Regions from separate parts of the Bos taurus genome. Here region 2 is linked to region 1. Evidence: chromatin contacts called from public Hi-C data. All regions are on one chromosome and are shown on one strand. Each heading gives the region's core, a stretch centred on a gene start, on an enhancer-like site or on the middle of the called end of the contact. The rest is flanking DNA. Distances are from core to core; before and after follow the strand shown.

Region 1 (4,466 bases), core at 704-3,203:
CCACAGATGCAATTGGGTCCCAAATATTAGGGAGAGGACCTCCCTAATCACAGCTCCCTGTCCTTGACCTCCACTGCAGGCGGACAATCCCGGGAGTGCAAGGAGGTTATGGAACCAAAGGCCTTCCAGGTTCCTCCCTTTGACAGCCATAGCGGCAGCAGGAAAGCCTTGACTTGGTTTCACCCTTTTAAATATCACATGCTTGGCGGGAATGTCAGCAGAAGCCTTCAGGCTGAGCAGACACTTTTTAGTTCCCCTCTTCCTCCTCCTTCTTACACAATATCCTGAGGGCATAAGAGGACTTTTCTTGTCTAAATCAGCCTGGTGGGGTGGAGTGGGGTGAAGCGTGGATCACTCAACCGTTCCCCTGGACGTCTCCTTGCCAGGGCTCAGAAAGTGCCACAGGGCTTGGACTCTCCATCCTGAGCAGACACAACAGCCCAAAGTGAGGAGTGGTCCAGTCCCTGGCCCCTGGAAGACCTCCTCAATGAGACCACCCTCCCACTTCATTCTGCAGGAGTCAGGTAACAGCTCTGCCCAGGTTTCCTCTTTCAAATCAACATGGGATTTTTTTTTTTTTTTTTTCCCAGCAGGAAAACGTACCGCCTCCAAATTCTGGCAGCACAGATTGTGCTGGCTGGAATCATTGACAGAAAGGCATGTTTTGTTGGCAAACAGCAGGAGAGGTGGACATCAGACACCACAGCTCAGTTTCATTGTAGCCAGAGGGTGATAAGCAGATAAAAATGTGTCTGTCATTTGCTCTAGATGGGGCTTCTCATACATGGCTCTTCCAACGTCTGCTGTTGCTAGCGTTAAATGAAGTCTTGCAACAAAACCGGAACCACAGTCCTAATTGAGCACAGATGATTGATTTCAGTCTTGGCTCCTGACAAGCCTGGTCTTACACTTTTGATGAAGAGGAGCAAATTTCATTTTTTTCCCCAAAGCTTAAGAGCTGACCGGAAGTGGGGGTTCATGTGAAATTCCTACACAGACTAGGGAAAGGGGGCCATGCTACCATCAACCCTGCCTTCTAAAAGGAATTCTGACAAAGTGGGACCAGTGACAAGGGCTACAAGTCATCTGAGGAAATCCAAAATTTAGTTGGTGCTTTTGTCCCTCTTGTATGAATTGGGGTCTCTCATGAAAATATCACAGTGTTTTTTTCCCCACGACACCCCCTTTAACTAAACTTACAATGAGGTAATTAAAATGGACCTCTTACTCTGCCTCCCACCAATGACTCTGGGCCAGTCACCTAACCTCTCTGTGCCTCAGTTTCCTCCGCTGAAACAATGAGAATAAAAATAGTACTTACCTCCTAGGTTTGTTGTGAGTATAAAATTATACACACTTATTGGGTATTAATAGTAATAAGTATTATTAAAGATCACTAATATGTGCTGCTTTTAATATTTTGACATTAGAGATTACTCTGTGTAGAAAAATAGATGGGTTTATGAACATAAGACAAAATCATGCCTTTGCTTTTATGTACAGGCTGAGAGACTGTTGGGAAGGATTTTAGGTTGATCGAAACATGTATATACAAGACAGGACACAAACTTTAGATATTCTGATGCTCCTAGAAATTAATGATAAATGAGGGGCAGGAGGACTAGATGGTTCCTTTCAATAAAACTATATCTTTTAAAATGCTCCATTAAAGATGATTATGAATATCAATGGAATTTTAGTGTAAATTCATGGGACATTCTGGAGAAGTTCGGCTTCTGTTTCAAACAGAAATGTCTGGCAAGGACTCCATTTATCTTGGAAAATTATTTTAAAAGTTCAAATCCATGCTTTCTGCTTGTTATTTCCATCCATTTAACTACCAGCTCACTTCAAAGGCTTCCCAGCTCTTGGAGGAATCCAGAGGCCCCTGCTCTGGACTCAGCGTTTAGTAAAGCCTGTTTGGGAGGAAATTCTAAAAGCTCCGGCAGCCTCATTGAGTAGTCACACTGCCACCTAGTGGCGCAAAGGCTAAATAAGTGCAAGAGATTGCCTTGAAGCTTGTTCTCGCCTTGTTGCTGCTGCTGCTGCTTCGTCGCGTCTGACTCTCTGCGACCCCATGGACTGTAGCCCGCCAGGCTCCTCTGTCTACGGGGATTCCCCAGGCAAGAATACTGCAGTGGGTTGCCATGCCCTCCTCCAGGGGCAGGACCCAGGGATCGAACCCAGGTCTCCCTCATGGCAAGCAGATTTTTTACCGCTGAGTCACCAGGGAAGCCCTCTAGCCTTCAGTTCAGTTCAGTTCAGGCGCTCAGTCGTGTCCGACTCTTTGCGACCCCGTGTATCGCAGCACGCCAGGCCTCCCTGTTCATCACCAACTCCCAGAGTTCACTCAGACTCACGTCCATCGAGTCAGTGATGCCATCCAGTCATTTCATCCTCTGTCGTCCCCTTCTCCTCCTGCCCCCAATCCCTCCCAGCATCAGAGTCTTTTCCAATGAGTCAACTCTTCGCATGAGGTGGCCAAAGTACTGGAGTTTCAGCTTTAGCATCATTCCTTCCAGAGAAATCCCAGGGCTGATCTCCTTCAGAATGGACTGGTTGGCTCTCCTCGCATCCAAGTCACGTTTTCTTTCTACTATTGGAATCCCATGTTAAGGAGAGAAGTGGGGTGGGGTGAGGGAGAAAAAGAGAAGGAGAGAAAATCAGGGCAAGTAGACAAGATCTTTCATTGGTCTGAGGCGTTAGTAGCAGCTGCTTCTGGGTGAAAATTTCTAACACCAAGAATGTGGAAGAGAACTGTGGTTCACTGGCAAAGTTCAAATTGTGGTCCCAGGGGTTTTGGTTAAAACCATGGTTCCAGAATCAAGAAATGAGTTTGAATGGGGCCTCTGCCATTCACTGGCTGTGGACCTTGAGTGAATTACTGAACTGCCCCATGCCTTGGTTTCTTTGTCTATAAAATGGGGATAACAATAACTTCTTTGTGGTTTATTATGAGCTCCTAGCAAAGAAGGCAATCCATAGCATTATCTATTGTCATGACTGTTTTTAAGAGGAAGATGCTGTAGGAACTGCTATCTCACAGGTCAGGCGGTGCAGGACCGTGGGCCGAATGGTTGAGCAAACGGGACAACCAGATTCTGGTTCTGCCAAAAAGTAGCTGTGTGACCTTGGGTGGATCACATATCCTGTTTCCTTTCCTGCAAAATGAAGAGCTTGCATTCATTGATCATTAAGGTTATTTTTTCTTTCTCAAACACTGTAAATCTAAGGCAGGTCTTCCCAATAAAACTGGCCCTTTAAGGCTCATTTTGATCTTTCTTTTTACCAAAGCCCAGAGTCAAGGGTGTCCCAGGCGTTTATTTCTACAGCTGCTGGCGGATGAGAAACAGCCAGCAACTATAGATACAACTACTGATACAGTTTTTGCTGTATCAGTCACAAGGAATAGACCAAGTATATATTTGGTCAGGATGAGAACCCAATGGAAAGTCCTAGAAACTGAAGAATATTCCTCCGTCAGAAGCTGGTCTAGGATTTCTCATACGTTTGAAGAGTTCAGAACGTGTTTTGTTTTGTTTTTTATCTCTGCTAACTAGCCTCCTTAACATGACAGGAAACCAACAAAACCTTTGAGCTGTACAAATTCAATATATACTTTATTAGTAGTGTTGCTAAGTCTGTGCCACCCATGTTGGTTAAACTAGTACTTGATCTTGCTTCCAAGAGCCTGCAAATGCCGCCAAAACTCACCTACTGCATATAAGTATTAATAATTCCCCATTCTGTTGTTCCAAGCCAGGGACCATTCCACTAGAGACACCTTGCTCTGGGATGATAACGATGGTGGCCCAGAAAAGATAATTATGAAACAATGCTTCCTGCCCTTCATCCTAAACAGCACCCATGCAGGTGCTCAGACATTTAGAGAAATCAGAACAAAGGCATCCTGGATCTTTGTGAGGGTGGGTGTATTAATTCTTTGTGGATCCTATCACAAATCACAAACTAGGTGACTAACAACAACAGAAATTTATTCTCTTAGAGTTTTGGAGGCTGAAGTTTTAAAATCAGGGTGTCCACAAGGCCACATTGTCCCCAAAGGCTCTAGAGGAAAATCCAGTTTTTGGCTTTTCCAACTTCTGGAAACTTCTGGGGCTTCCCTAGTGGCTCAGATGGTAAAAATCTGCCCACAATACAGAAGACCAGAGTTCAATTCCTGGGTCAGGAAGATCCCCTGGAGAAGTGAATGGTTACCCACTCCAGTACTCTTGCCTAGAGAATTCCATGTACAGAGGAGCCTGGCAGGCTACAGTTTATGGAGTCACAAAGACTCAGACACGACTGAGCAACACACACACACACACACACACACATTCAACTTCTGGCAGCCTCCAGCATTCTTTGGCCTGTGGCTGCATCACTCCAAGCCTGCCTCCTCCCTCATATGGCATTCTCATCCTCTCTGGTCTTTTCCTTCTCTGTATCTTATCTTACAGGGACAC
Region 2 (4,466 bases), core at 640-3,139, 74 kb after region 1:
CTCTTTTCTGTAAACCTGCCCCCTAGAATTCACTGTGATAAGGTGAGGAATACAAAGTTGTAGAAGGAAGAACGAATTTCAAAGAGACCAGTAGCCTGGACTACTGCATCCTACCGATGTTGGTCAATTTCCCACATATTTAGGAAATTCTTACAAAGTCGAAAAGAGTCCACCAACCATCCAGGTTCAAATGTTTGCCTGTAACATTGCTTACATCAGAAATTAGCAAAATCCATCAGTTGTAATAAATTTAACTTCATCCTTATTTCCATTTTATTAAGGACTCCTAGTTCAAAAATCTGATTCATTTAAGAGTTACCAACTCCTCAAAATGTATACTATCAGAAAAAAAAAAAGATGCTGAGAAACAAGAATTTAGATGTTACATTGCCTAGATATGCTGGAACTGTCACATCTAAAAGTTAAATGTCAGATGAAGATGAAAGCTAAGGAATATCTGTCAGATGATTATTTTTTCAAAAGTAAAAATGTGGTATATGGTGTAAGACTTTCAGGCTTCCATCAGAGAGCCCAAGTAAAATCCAAAATGAAGAAATATCTAGGTTGGAAACTTTCCTGCAAGTAGGGGAAGCTAGAAAAGACACAAAGAGGAAATGAAAGTAAAATGGGTCTTGATAGTCAGACACACAAATTTATATTTCATGCGAGAGGGAAATTTATAGAATGATCTTTAAGTAAAATTGTGAAAGATGGTTGTCTCTGTGCTTTTTCTTTGCACCACCGTCCTTCTAGTAATTATTTTGTGAGGCACCACTTTGTGCCTTTGTAATAGAAGTTCAGGAAATATCAGTGAACAAAATAAAGATCCCTGCTCACAGAAAGCAGGGGGCAAGAGTCATAAGGGAAAAAATAAGAAACTAGTAAAGGATATAGAATGTTAGCAAATATCAAGTGATGTGGGATAAAGTAGAGCAGGTTAGGTGGTGTAGTGTGACGGCTGGGGACAGTGTGTTGCAACTTTAAAAGGAGAGATGAGGGTTGCTCGCCTTATAGGAAGTTATACTTGAGAAAAGACTCAAGGCAGTAAAGGCGTTAAAGCATGCAGATATCTGGAGGAAGACCATTCTAGTCTAGTCAGAGAGGACAGACAGGACAAAGTCCTCGAGTGTCTAGGGACTCGGAAAGAGGTAACTGAGGCTGGAGTAGATGGAAAGTGTAGTAGAGACAGACTCATGCAGACCCTGCAGGTCGTGATAGAGATGATGGCTCTTATCCTAAGTGACATGGGAAATGCTGAAGAGCTTGAGTGGAGCAGTGATGTTTTCGGGCTCACATTTTGTGAGTATTGCCTTAATTGCTGTCTGAAAAGAGGTAGTAGGCAAATGTTGAAGAAGGAAAACCAGTTAGGCAGATCCTACCGAAATGCAGGCAAGATATTCTAACCATGATGGTGCAGTGGAGATGATGACAGGGGTCCAGATTCTGGATGTACTTTGAAGGTAGAGACCACAGAATTTGGACTTAGGGTATGAAAGGAAAAGAAGATCCAGGGTGACTCCAAGGTTCTGAGCCTGAGTAACTCCAGGAATGATGTGTCCATAACTGAATGAGATTGGCTGAAGGTGAGTAAGTTTGGGAGTGGGGAAAATCAGGACAGCACAGCTGTGCAAAGCTTGTGGTGTGCGTGCAGGCAGAGATGTTGAGGAGGCAATTAGGTGTAAGAAGTGAAGAGCTGGAAGGGAGTTCTGAGTTATAAATATATGTTTGTCGTGGAAGTATACTCCATGCTTCAAGTCAGACACTTAGGATCACAGAGGAAGTGCATTCCTAGAACCAAGGATTAGAAAAAGAACCAGTGCTTAGGTGAGGGACTGGCTCCCAAGAGGCATAAATGACTGATAAGGTTCACATATCCCCCAGGGTGTAGAGTCTGTGTTGCTTAAGGCAGGGAAAAGAACTAATGTGGATCAAAGAAAGAATTTCAGAATACATGCCATTATTACCTGCCTACTTCCCAGAAGTCACTTGTAATTATATTGTTCAGGTCAGAATTTTCCTTAAGAATGTAAAGAATTGGAGGCAGGTGAGAATTTAAAATAATAAACATATTTTAAAAGAAAGTAGTTGAAGCCAAGGTTATACTGCATTTTAAATTGTATTGTTTCCCCACCTAGTGGTCAAAAAGCAGCTAGCTCCATTTTCTATTTTATTCAGATGTTTGTAGAGGAACTGAAATGGGTCAGAAGAGCTCGTTTATCATTTTCAGTGTTCAAATCAACTTCTTTAGGGTACCATATTTCTTGGTGCCACTTTAAAATATTAATTATAATTTTAACAATGTAACTGATTATTCATATGAATATAGAACCAATAGTTGAATATTTTAGTATACAAAGCAAATTACATGGTTGTTAATAGTAATGAGACAGGAAAAGTGAAGTAATAAGAAATAAGAAATAATGGAAATTACTATGGTTGAAAAAGGAAAGTTTAACCAGATCTTACTTTGGGATCATTCTTAGTGTAAGATTTTTCTGGCTCTAAAATTAGAGGAAATGTAAGAATTCACCATTGTAACCTTTTTTATTAGTTAGAAATATTTAACATTTTCTGGAATTTGAGACTTGCCATATCAGTCATGCACTCCCAGACAGACTTACCTAAGTCCATTGGCTTAAACAAGTCATCATAATTGTATAATTTCTCATGCGTTAAATACAGGAAGACGTGTTCCAGAGAAAAATTCACTGGATTTCATTTTCAGTGAGGGCAGGCATGGGACAGAGTGTCACTTAGATTTCCTCTGTCTTTAAGAATCAAACTGACAAATGCTAAAGTCACAGAATAAAGGTCATGAATGGCAAATAAGGTATAAAGGTCAATAGCTTCCCATCTTTAAAAGTCAGGATATAGAGCTCTAATAGCTTTCTGAGCATGACAGTCATAACATTAAATTAATTTTGCTTTTCTTTTTTAATTCTGTAGGCTAAAGTAGAAAAACAAAGAACTATAGTGAAAGACCTTCTTGAATAGATGTCCTTACTGTAACAAATGATAAGCCTCCTTTTCTTTTTCACCCACCCCCTCTGCTTCATTTTCTAGGACTTGGGTTGTGACTCGTTTCATTGATTGTCTGTTTCTCTCTGTTTGGCTTTTCTCAATGCCTGTGACACTTTTTTTTTTTCCTTACAGTTTGATCTGGGTCTATCCATGACACTCACCTCCTCCTCCCCCTCATCTTTCTTCCTTTTATTCTTCACTGTTATTCCTATTCTTAACATTATTTCATACTTAGAATATTTTGCTGTTCTATTTGTGTTGAATTCAGACCTATATAAAACTAAAATTTAGATGCTATAATGTTGGGTCCCTGAATATATGCACGCATGCAAACATTATCTACAAGTAATAAATGGTTTGCATAAGTGTAAGTAGATATGTATGAGCATGCTACACAGATCTTCATTTTGCAAATATTTGTTACTCTTCCGTGTGTTTCAGGAAGTTAACTGCAAGTCCAGTAGTCTTTTTAACTTAATATTATTTTCAAAAATAATAAACAGTTTGCTTTAGTAATAAATGCTAGTTTCTTAGTGTTACTAAGACAGCATTAATTTAGTCAAAAGTCCTATACCTGACAAGAATTATTCTAACAGTTTCCTGAAAATGACAGTCATAATAATTAACCAACAAAGACGTAATCTCATCATACCAAGGGCTGATGGTCTCATAGTAGGAATGAAGTGAAATGAAGTGAAGGAATAGAGACCTACAAGTAATTGCTGTATAATTATAGTAATCCAGAATAGTCTCTGTAGTGAGCAATGTGTGACATATGGAAGTAGCAACTGCATGAGCTTGGGAGAGTTGAGATAACTTCACAGAGGAGGGAGCGTTTAAGGAGAATCTTAAAGATTAAGGAGGGCCTCCACAGGGGATGATGAGAAGGGAGGATTACTCCAGAGCTCCAGAGAAGGCCAATAGTGTGGGCTAGGCATGGAGGAACAAGAAACCAGTCTTTAGAGAATACGTGAATTCAGTGTTAATATCTGAAAAGAAGATGATGTAAGAAGAGGAAATATGAAAAATAAAACTGTAAAAGAGCAGGGCTGATCTTAAGGAACTGCACACTATGAAAAGGACAACAGACTTCATTCTATAGAATGTCAATGTATTTTGATGTCTGAGGTGCTTTACATCTTATGCTTTTAATTAATACTCAATTTACTAAAGTTAATAGTGCAAAGGCCTAATTTATTTTAAGTACTTAAATTCACATAATTTGCTATGCTATTTATACACCCAGTAATTTTTATTTCAATGAAAATGATTATTTTCAGGGGGATCTTTGATCAATGATTGGACAACTCAGACTAAATTCTTTCATATCAATACTTATGCTCATAATAAACTTAAGTAATCAAACTCGTTTACATGTTTGACATTGCATGTATGAATTTACATACTGAATTTTATTTTTAAGGATTTCTGATGCCTGACTGAAC

What was found. Hi-C and Micro-C count contacts between places; a contact is called where the count stands out from the background.
Region 2: a Hi-C map of liver shows a contact between it and region 1, with 2.2 times the contacts expected there. The contact joins two enhancer-like sites. A contact is called at or near these places in 2 of 11 Hi-C or Micro-C datasets (liver and an unstated tissue).

What each region holds. Positions count from the first base shown.
Region 1 is chr20:35,212,583-35,217,048 of ARS-UCD2.0, forward strand. It overlaps a transcript of FYB1 not described here. Among named protein-coding and RNA genes, the nearest start is that of FYB1, 18 kb to the right of the region's middle. Within about 2 kb of position 1,954, at least 20 of the 102 cell types and tissues checked have an H3K27ac peak or open chromatin away from gene starts, as enhancers often do.
Region 2 is chr20:35,287,037-35,291,502 of ARS-UCD2.0, forward strand. The region is part of intron 2 of FYB1 (FYN binding protein 1); the gene reads left to right. Among named protein-coding and RNA genes, the nearest start is that of FYB1, 57 kb to the left of the region's middle. Within about 2 kb of position 1,890, at least 6 of the 102 cell types and tissues checked have an H3K27ac peak or open chromatin away from gene starts, as enhancers often do.